2 separate regions of the Mus musculus genome follow, and region 1 is linked to region 2. Evidence: chromatin contacts called from public HiChIP or PLAC-seq data. All regions are on one chromosome and are shown on one strand. The core of a region is the stretch at or near the end of the contact, and the rest is flanking DNA. Distances in the headings are between cores, read along the strand shown. Region 1 overlaps Herc2 (HECT and RLD domain containing E3 ubiquitin protein ligase 2). Region 2 holds the start of Herc2 (HECT and RLD domain containing E3 ubiquitin protein ligase 2).

The links. HiChIP or PLAC-seq counts read pairs in DNA pulled down with a chosen protein or histone mark.
Region 1: a contact with region 2 is called in an H3K27ac HiChIP or PLAC-seq map of trophoblast stem cells, with 12 read pairs. The contact joins the enhancer-like site here to the promoter of Herc2 in region 2. A contact is called at or near these places in 6 of 39 promoter capture datasets (the C10 cell line, the HPC-7 cell line, hematopoietic stem and progenitor cells and 3 more), 10 of 484 Hi-C or Micro-C datasets (the N1E-115 cell line, brown adipocytes, cranial neural crest and 6 more), 6 of 115 datasets of contacts at active chromatin or transcription factors (the SCID.adh cell line, bone marrow-derived macrophages, embryonic fibroblasts and 2 more) and 3 of 9 other capture datasets (adipose tissue, liver and pancreatic islet).

Annotation. Positions count from the first base shown.
Region 1 is chr7:56,097,642-56,102,448 of GRCm38.p6, reverse strand. It overlaps Herc2 (HECT and RLD domain containing E3 ubiquitin protein ligase 2), which reads right to left. Exons shown (of 93, transcript NM_010418.2): 12 at 3,963-4,114; 13 at 2,213-2,370; 14 at 2,008-2,121. Among named protein-coding and RNA genes, the nearest start is that of Herc2, 50 kb to the right of the region's middle. Within about 2 kb of position 2,243, at least 8 of the 459 cell types and tissues checked have an H3K27ac peak or open chromatin away from gene starts, as enhancers often do. A contact at or near this core is called in trophoblast stem cells, where this site is marked.
Region 2 is chr7:56,047,781-56,053,194 of GRCm38.p6, reverse strand. It overlaps Herc2 (HECT and RLD domain containing E3 ubiquitin protein ligase 2), which reads right to left and starts at 3,040. Exons shown (of 93, transcript NM_010418.2): 1 at 2,893-3,040; 2 at 2,247-2,339. The coding sequence starts at 2,318. It overlaps Gm34121 (predicted gene, 34121), which reads left to right and starts at 3,145. Exons shown (of 3, transcript NR_166588.1): 1 at 3,145-3,453.

The DNA of each region.
Region 1 (4,807 bases), core at 994-3,493, 50 kb before region 2:
TGCACCAGTCACTGCACAACACAATCATGCAGCAGAAACGTTTCTCTCAAAGAGCTGCGCCAAAAAAGCACAAGTGTGAGGTGAGCAATATTTATAGCCTTAGTCCTAGTCCTAAACATCTTATCACTATAAAAGTTTCCTCAGAAATTTTACAAAGAATACCAAGGATAAAACCCAAGCACAGCTTGCATAACACAGCCAGGAACTGTGGCTCCTACACAGTTGTCCCAGCACTCAGAAAGCTGAGGAAGGTAGGAGCCCCAGAGATCAAGGCCCACTGGACAGAACAGCAAGGTTCTCTCACAAGACAAAACAAACCCATCTTAGTTAAGGGTTTTGTGAAATATGGCTCATTCAGTAGTGGACATTTATAAATAATGAAGGGTCCTTTAGATGACTATTCTCTGTAGAATTCAAAAAGCAGCAGAAGCACAGAGCTTCTGAGCATGTCTATGTATAAACAGTAGGCTCTAGGTACATATGGATTACTGAAAAGATTTTATCTCGCACCGAAGACATTCTCCATAGTCACTTCTCTACCTGCCATTCAACCTCTGTCATGGTTTGTATATGCTTGGGCCAGGGTGTGGCCTTATTGGAGTAGGTGAAGTCATTGCTTTAATGCCCTTGTCCTAGTAGCCTTCAGATGAAGATGTAGAACTCTCAGCTCCTCCTGCACCATGCCTGCCTGGATGCTGCCATGCTCCCACCTTGATGATAATGGACTGAACTTGTGAACCTGTAAGCCAGCTCCAATTGAATGTTGTCTACGAGTTGTCTTGGCCATAGTATCTGTTCACAGAAGTAAAACCCTAAGACAACCTCTTTAAGAAAAAACAGACTAAGAAATTCCCCAGTTGATGCAACGACTGACACGGTACAGAAATGAGACCACCAAAATATAGACAGACAAATTCATTGTAAAAATGGATGCATTTCTGGCCATCAAATCTGAACCACTACATTATATCTCTCTCCCTCTCCACATATGTGTATATGTATATACATATATGTATGTGTACATACATACATAAACATACGTACATATATGGGCTATGCATGGTAACAAACGCTTGTGATCCCAGCTCTATGGAGACTAAGTCAAGAGGAAAATGAGTTCAGAGACATTCAGGACTACTTAGCAAAATACTGTCTCACTAATAAACACAAAAATATACAACTATGGCCAAACAGAAATAAATTCCAATGATAGAGTACTTAGATCCTGGAATCAAAATTCACAATACTAAAACAAAATTTTATATATATATATATATATATTCCAAACTCACTAATAAAACATAAAGAGAAAACCAGAGATTTAATAAGATACATTAGATTGTAAAGCATACAAAGACTATGAAAGATTGGCTGTAATGAGGCTAAATGTTGGGTGATAATACTGACAATTCAGAATGTCAGTTATATTATTTAGCTGTAATTTTTAGTGAAAATTAAATACCCACTAGGAAAGGTGGTAGCCCCTAGGCACCCACCTGCTTTCCAGAACCAAATCCTGAGAAATTCTTGGGCCTCTTTGCTGAAGCCACTGAGCTCCTACTGTGGTAGTTTGAATAAGAAATGTCCCTCATAACCTTGGGCACCTGAACACTAGGTTTTCAGCTGTTGTCTTGGGGAGGCGTAAGTGGTAGGTTGTATAGACTGCTGCTGGAAGCACATCACTGCAAGCAGGCTTGGAGAGTAAAAAGCTTCACCTCTGTCCAGTTTGCTCTCTTTGTTTTGTGCTTGCATTCAAGATGTAATCTTTCTGCTCCAGCTGTCTTGCCTCCCAGCCATGATGGACTTTAATCCTCTGGAAACATAACTCAAAATAACTCTTCCTCCGTCAAGTTACCTTGGCTTTGTGCTTTATCAACGCAACCAGAAAGCAAACAATGCACTCCCCAACCAGGGAGGGCAGCCTAAGGAAGTTCACACAACTCCAAAACTCATTCATCCAGGCTACATTCCTAAGAAACTGCCCAGGGCAGCATAAGCTCTACATACCGTTCTCAGTCACGGCCAGGGTTTGAGCATCTCCACTCCCACAGGCAACATCAATGACCTTTAGACCTTTGAGTCCAGCTACCAGCATTGGAATGGCCTCATCTTCACTAGAGCCTTGAAACAGAAACAACTGTCATTCTCAATGCCTCTCAAAAGAAGCAAGCTCCTCCTACCTCGTGATTGTACTCAGGTACAGCAGACATACCATGGCCCAAGCGGCCGTAGTTCCCACGGCCCCAAGTGTACAGCTCCCCCTCGGCAGTGATGGCCGCACTGTACGTGCTCCCACATGCTATGTGCACCACGTGCTTCCCAGCCTGCTTTCCTGAGAAAGCCGAGATCACCTTGGGCTCCTCCAGAGGCCTGCAGGAAGGAAGACAACAAACAACATGGTAGACATTTCATAAGAGATACAAAAGAGGAAAGAGGTAATCAGAGCACAGGACTTTTTGCCTTTCTAGCTCAAACACCAAACATCACTGCTTGCTAACTTAGATCCACAAGAGTATCTATTAAAGACTTATACAAAGAACTAAATAAAGCAGCTCTGCTCCTAATGTCCCCAATCACTATCTATCAGCAACAAAGCAATGAATGCTGAGACACCCTACAACATGGCTATGCTGCAAAATATTACTATATGTGAAAGTCAGAAGTGAACTCCTATACAATTGACGATAATTAGTTCTAGATATGACAATAATATGAACAGAGGACAAGATAATGGATGGCAGGAGCTAGAGAGGGAAATCAGGAAATAACTACAAAGGATACAAAGCCTGGGGGCAATGGCAGCACGTTCTCTCTTGATTGTGGTGGCTCCTACACTGAATGAGCTTGCCAAAGCCTATCCAATAGTAAATTTGGTATGTGTGTGGGAGCTGGGGGGAAGCGGATGGGGGGGGGGGAGTCACTGGTTTTACCTCATTTTTCTCAATTTCTTACATTGTAGCTTTAGGGTTATTTCTGAACTCTAAAATAATGCATCATACATATCATTACTTTTCCAGCAGACTTGAGAATCTTCCCAGAGAATATTCTAAGTAGTGATGTTTCCATCTCAGCCCTCCCAGTATTAATAGGCCATATACATTCCAGTCCCTTTTCCGCCAACTCAGACACAGTTAAGGTTGGGAACGTTTCTTACTTGACCTGACTGCTCGTTGCTGATGCTCTGACCCCATGAAGTAAGCTTGCACAGGGAATAGCACACCCTCCTACTGCCAAGTCTTTCTAACAGGCTCCACTTAAAACAACACAATATAAAATGGTTCCATTACTCTGTGGGAACTGGCAGATCTCTCAATTTTACCCCTGAGCATTTAAATTAACCATTTCCTGTTTTATTTCTATTCTTCCATGGTAACCAAAACCTTCAATGCAAAAAGATAAGATTGCTTTTTATGCTTGTAAACAAAACATCATGGTTCCAGGAGTCCTACCAGCAGAAGACATGGTACAATGTGAACAACAGGACAATATGTGGGGTTGGTTATATTTAGAAAACATGATGGAAGGGATAATTGTTAGCTCTTGCTAATTCTGGCAATCCTTCTACTTGTAGCAAAGTTCTCAAGGAGTCATTCATCAAGAATGGACACAGACCAGGGGCAGTGACCCACAAGTTTAATCTCAACAGAGGCAGGCAGTTATATGTGAGTTCAAGGACAGACTGGTCTACATTGTGAGTTTCAGGACAGCCAGAGCTACTTAGTGAGATCCTGTCTCAAGGGAAATGGGGAGGGGAGAGGAGGGGAGGGGAGGGGAGGGGAGGGGAGGGGAGAGGAGGGGAGGGGAGGGGAGGGGAGGGGAGGAAGAAGAGAAGCATCCTGTTATATCTCCCTCCTTATCTAAACTCTACAGTAGACAAATAAAATCACCCCTGACATTTTCCATTCTGTTGTGGATATGGACAACCAGAAACATAGCAGTTTCTGAAACATTTTTATACATACACTGTGTCCCCATGGCCCAGCCTTCCGCCATCTCCACAGCCCCAGGAGTACACCTCCCCCGTGGCAGCCAAAGCCAGATAGTGGTGACCATCAGAATGGGCAGCAATTTTCACAATGTTTCTGGAGGCAAGACCCTGGACCAGCTGTGGAGCCTAGAAAGGTAAAGTCAAGAATAACATTAGTCAGACATAGTGATGAACAATGAACACAGGATGATTCTCCCATTTATATTCTCCCTGAGCAAACATACTCAAATAGACAGACTAGGAATCCTCAGGGCTTCTGACCTGTTCTCCATTCCAGCACCGAGAGAACATTAAGAATTCTCCAAGTGGGCTGGTGAGATGGCTCAGTGGGTAAGAGCACCCGACTGCTCTTCCAAAGGTCCGGAGTTCAAATCCCAGCAACCACATGGTGGCTCACAACCATCCGTAACGAGATCTGACGACCTCTTCTGGTGTGTCTGAAGACAGCTACAGTGTACTTACATATAATAAATAAATAAATCTTTAAAAAAAAAAAAAAAAGAATTCTCCAAGTGATCCATGGAATGACAAGTGCTGGTGTGGGAATCCCAAGGCAGGCAGCCTGCGTAACAGACGCACAACTCAAGTACTTTCCTTAAGTGAGAGCATACAAGGTACTGCAATGCTCATTAGATCCCATTCTGCTTCTGTTAACTGCCATACATGTGAAAATTGGCTTTTCAAAAAGCAATCATGATTAACATTAGGAATTATCTGATAGAGTTCTTGATCTTAAAAACTCAAAACCCTGATAATTATAACTGAGATAATTTAACATGACTAATAATATGCAATGAACAGACACCAATGACCAAGAAC
Region 2 (5,414 bases), core at 1,791-4,290:
CCCCAACTCCACATAAAAGTAAAGCTTGCCAGCATAAGATGTATGTGCACTGTCCCAGACAGTGACACTGTGTCTAAGCCTTAGGGAACAACATGCATTCTCCATATTTAATAAGCAATGCTGGGAGAACTGCACAACCACTTTTCCATACTATTTAGACATCTGCATTACCAAACACATATTTCCTCTGATGTATAACTAAAACCTAGTCACTTGTTCTTAGGAGACAGTGGGAAGACTTGTAAAAATAAATATATAAATAAATTTAAAATATCTAAAAAGGGCAAAATACCAGTATCACACTGAATACAGAAAATTATAAAATTATATGTACTCTAAGACTACGCTAAGCTCCCAACTCTTAGAATAATCTCTTTATTGCAACAAGTGTCTCAAAATATGTTAACTCCAAAGAGCAAATCTTGAAGCGTCTGTCCTGGGGTGTGGAGTTGACTAAGCAGGTAAGTCATTGCCAACAAAACCTGACAACCTGACTTTAGGTCCCTGGAGGTCATATAAAAGCCAAACTCAGCGCAGTGTGTCTGTCATCTGTTTTCCTACAGGATGGCAGGAAGCAGAGGCAGGAACATTTCCCGTGGAAGCACGCGGCCAGCCAGGCTGGAGTATATACACAGAGATCCTGCTGCACACACTGCGGAAGTTCAGGACTCACACTGGGGTTGTCCTCCAACCTCTACACACATGGACGGCACATGCACACCTTCCAACAAGAACACACTGACTCACATCATATACACACAAAAATAAGTCTTTAATGTTTTTTAAAGTTTGTCTGACTCTCAGTATTTCAGATATAAAAAAAAAAATCACTTATTTTTCACCTCTCCAATCTGCTTACAAAAGACAAAAAGAAAGCAGACACTAACAGCTAAACTAAAAGAAGTATTTAAACAACAAAGGTTAAGAACTACCAAAGTACTTTCAATCCCTTAGCTCAGTCCTATTACAGCACACCATGAGCAGCAAACCTAGTATCTCCAACAGTCATCTCCAGCAGTCCTCAACACTTGGACTCAGATCTATCAGCACTCAACCCTAGTTTAAAGGGAAAAGGAAATCAAGAGAAGGCAATAACTTTCCATTTATAAAACTCCATAATCAATCGCTGCATACGCTGCCTTACAGTAGTGATTGCTGATAATAAGCTATCCGTAAGACTGTTACAAAAAGTCGATTGTTTGACAAATATTTAATGTGTTCAGCATCCTCGCCTCGAAAAGGAGGAAAGAATACACAGACAATAGAAACATCTCAGACACTTTTTTTAAGCTGGTGATATCCAGATCCAAAAGTACTCTTCCAAACTATTCATAAACAACAGTAGCTTATAGGGAACCATCTACAAAAATTTTATTGTGATCATTTAGTTAATAATTTCCTGATAACACTTGTAATTACTTTATTAAACATTACCATCACAAGCCAGCATTCTGTTTCTCTTGTTCCTGGTGTGAAAATCTGAGCATTTCTCTTAATTACAGATGACATATAAAACCAACAGCTCATCTAAACTGTCACCTCTCCGGGAGAACAAATACAAAATCGCAGAAAATGCTAACTACATATCACTTTCCTGCTTCCCTGCATAGTATCAGGACATACAAAATCAATAGCAAAAATATCAGGACATGCCTTTCATCCCAGGACTCAGGATGCAGAGGCCAGCCAGGCACAGTGAGTTAACAGGGAGACCCTTTCTAAAAATAAGAGGGGGGAAAAAAAGAAAAAGAAACAAACAACAGTCAAGTCTTGATTAAGAATGTTGGCAGGACCTGGGATGGAGTTCAGCTGGTAAAATACCTGCCTAACTATACCACATAATCCCAGCAAGGTGTTAAGGTGCTGCAATGCTAGCACTCAAGAGGTGGAGGCAAAAGGATCGGATGTCAGGTCATCCTCACCTACACTGAGGAGTTCAAGGCCAGCCTGGGAATATGAAACCCTGTCTTAAAAAAATAAACAAATAAAAATAAGCCTCCAGAATAAAAATACTGAAAAATTGCATAACTGGATCTCAAGTTTCTTGCACTTACAACTAACTTCAATTAAGCCACAACCACATAGCATCTCTTCAACAGTCATAATAAATGTCACATTGTAAATTATAAGAAATAATCTTCCTAAGACAAGATCTAATTGCCATTCACTCACACATTCTCCTCAAGCAAACATTTTTTATAGAGACAGGAACACACAAAGAAAAGAGAAAACCATGTTCACCCCACCTGGATATCTGTTTTCAACCATTTGGAGTCAAGGCGAGACTGGGCAGCCAAACAGAAAGACTCAGAAGGCATGTTTCCTCCGGGTGGTCAGACCTGCAAGTCAAACACAAACGCTGGAGCCCTCGAGCTTCTTTAAACTGCTATTTACACCATCCTGCTGTTTAACGCGGCCGAGACAGAACATAAAACAGGGAAGGAGAGCTGGGGGAGGGGACGAGAGGATGAGGGATGAGAGGGAAAGCTGGCCCCAGAACGGGAGAAGGGAGGGAAATACCACTTCCAATAGAGGTAGAGTCGCTGGGATTTCCCAATACGCCGGCCGGACCTACAGTGGTCACCGGCGACCACTGCACAATGTCATCCCACTCCTTTAAATCCAAAGGGACACACACAGACACACGTCAGGAAAAAAAACTCACTATCGCAACGACAAATGACACCAGTGTGCATCAGCCGCTATACCTACAGCAGTCCGGCGGAGTGTGGTAAATAAACAAAAGTCATGTCTGCAGATAAATCTACAACAATCGCCTAAATACTAAAAAGACAGCCGTGACTGCGCGGCCTCCGAGGCGCACAGGCCCTGGTTCCTCCGCGCCAACGCCCGCCTTCCGCCCGCCGCTCTCCGGGCCCCGCTCTCCCGGACCTGGCGCCGCCCGTCTTCGGCCCCTCCGCCCTCCTTCGGCCCAGCTCGGCCAGCCCTGGCGCCGCCTGCTCCGCCAGCCGGCTGAGGGAACACTCCCTGCAGGAGCCGGCCGGCGCTCGCGATCCAGTCTGCGGCCCGAAGCGCACGCTGACGCATGGCTGCGCCCGCCCAATAGCGCAAGGGTGAGAGACGGCTTCAGCCAATGGACGAGCAGCGTCGCACGCCCCTCCCCCAACTTCCGCTTCCTTCAGCACGACTCAGCTTCCTTCTTGAGACTCACCCGCTCAGCGAGAGCCAACCGCAGACGCCGGGAGGTGGGACTTGTGCGCACGCACGCTGGCTTGCCCAGTCCCAACCCTTCCCAGACTGTGTTTGCTTCCAGGGACCCGAAGTTGGTAAGGTATTTGCAGCGGGACGAGGTTCTCGAGGCTCCCTGTGCTTTAACGACAGCGTCCTTTTGGCCTTTGAGTCAGTGGACAGAAGAGGAAATTTAAGAAAAAGTAATTGATCCGGGCCTGGTAGTACTCGCCTTTAACCCTGGCACCAGGAAGGCAGAAGCAGGTGAATTCTGGGTTAAGAGACCCTGGGGGAATGGGGGTGCGGGAGTAAGAAAAGAGCAATTAAAATCACACAAAATATGTTCTCTGATCATCATGGAATAATCAAATAACTACAAATAAAACATAACATAATCTTCAAGCATGTGGAAATTAAACTTTTCCATGAGAAGGCAAAGAAAGGACTTAGAACATTTGAAATAGGAACTGGGTGCGATTTGTTGTTTTAAATACGATGGTTCATTTTTTTCCCACGTGTTAGAAGGCAGCAATGAGGGATATGCCACAGTGGTATGGTGGCCCAGTTGCAACGTTAAAATACCTGTCTTTTGTCATCCTTGGTATGTATCTTCAAACTCACTCCCAAGGGTCAAGGGATTTGCCATAGCTCAGACATCACATCTCTGTTTCAAGCAGCAGGAAGCAGTATAAAAGATCCACAGTCTATCACACCTCCCAAAGACTGTGTGACTCTAATTTACTTCTGCTTCAACTCAAAAGTATCTGAACAAGGTTTCAAATTCAACCACATCCAAAATACAGTTAGGGTGGACAGGGCTTTGAACCTGAGGCATGACAGCATAATTACCAGTAGAAGGTAACACCCGAGGAGGCATCTCTGGCCCTTAGGCTCCCTTCTCATGCAAGACACCCTTCGTCCCTCCACATACTGAAGCATGTTTACCTACGTACATTTTTAGAACTGTGTCTGCTAGCTCTAAAAAAACGATGTTTGTAGTCCATTTTGTGTTGCTGTAACAACATGACTGAATAATAAATACAGGCATTTGTACCTCACACTTCTGGAGGCTAAGTCTAAGAGCATAGCACTGGTATCTGGTGACGGCATTTCTGATGTTGCATAGCATGGTATAGAGGCAAGAGAACCCATGTGTGGCAAGAATACACCAAGCAAACACATCATTTTGATCCATGAGGCATAGTCTACTTGACTTGATCACATCTTAAAGGGTCCACCTCCTAATACTGCGACAAAAACTGTAATATTTCAACAGGAGATCTGAAGGGACATTCAAACCATAGTGAGGCAATGTGGTGAAGTGTCTAGGATGGCAGAGGTTTTGTGTGTGTGTGTGTGTGTGTGTGTGTGTGTGTGTGTCTGTGTGTGTTTATTTGTCAATTTGAAGATTGAGGCAGCAGGAAAAGCAAGGTCTCAAAACTCAGCCAAGATTTCTTGAAACCAGAAACACAGAGAGGGAGATAAGAAAGTACAAAATACACAGAGACAGAGTGAGCTACTAGAGAAGGGACCCAAAGATAGTCTCTGTCAGAGGCAAAATCTTCATATGTTTTGCCAATAAGTAGTTCTATCTCTCTAAACTCGCTGGTTTGGGCTATTGCAGGGAAATGTATAATCTAGACAAAGAAAGGGAGGCTGGCTGTTTCTCCATACTGGACACCCTGTTAGTGGGAGATTTGAAATTCTCACTGAACAGTCTCTCTGATAGGAAAAACCCACTAAGTCTTTATCTTGGAGAGGAGAAAGAAAGCAGGCAGTCAGCTATCTTAAATGTTTCAATAGAAAAAATACATTAATATTCCAAGGTCCCCTTTCTCTTGTGCATGTCTACCAGGGAGCTGTCTATCTTCCAGTCCCTCGGGAAGACTGTCCTTGTCAAATTCTTCATAACTTGGCTCCTATCATCTTTAGGATATTTGTGTTTAAGAACATGATAAGGTGAAACTATTCTTTAGTAATTTAATATACATGGCTGAAGAGATAGCTTGGACATTAAGAATATTGGCTACTTTTACAGAGGACCTGGTTTTAGTTTGTAGTAAAATAATCTTGTGTCACACAAAAGAACACATGAATAAAACAAGAGTAGCTCAGCAAGGTGACTTTTTTTTTTTTTCAAAAAAAAAAAGGGTTCTTGAAATCCCAAGCCAGGCATGCCCAAGGTGCTCCCTGTTATGTATCCCTAAATGCAGGTGATGACTGTA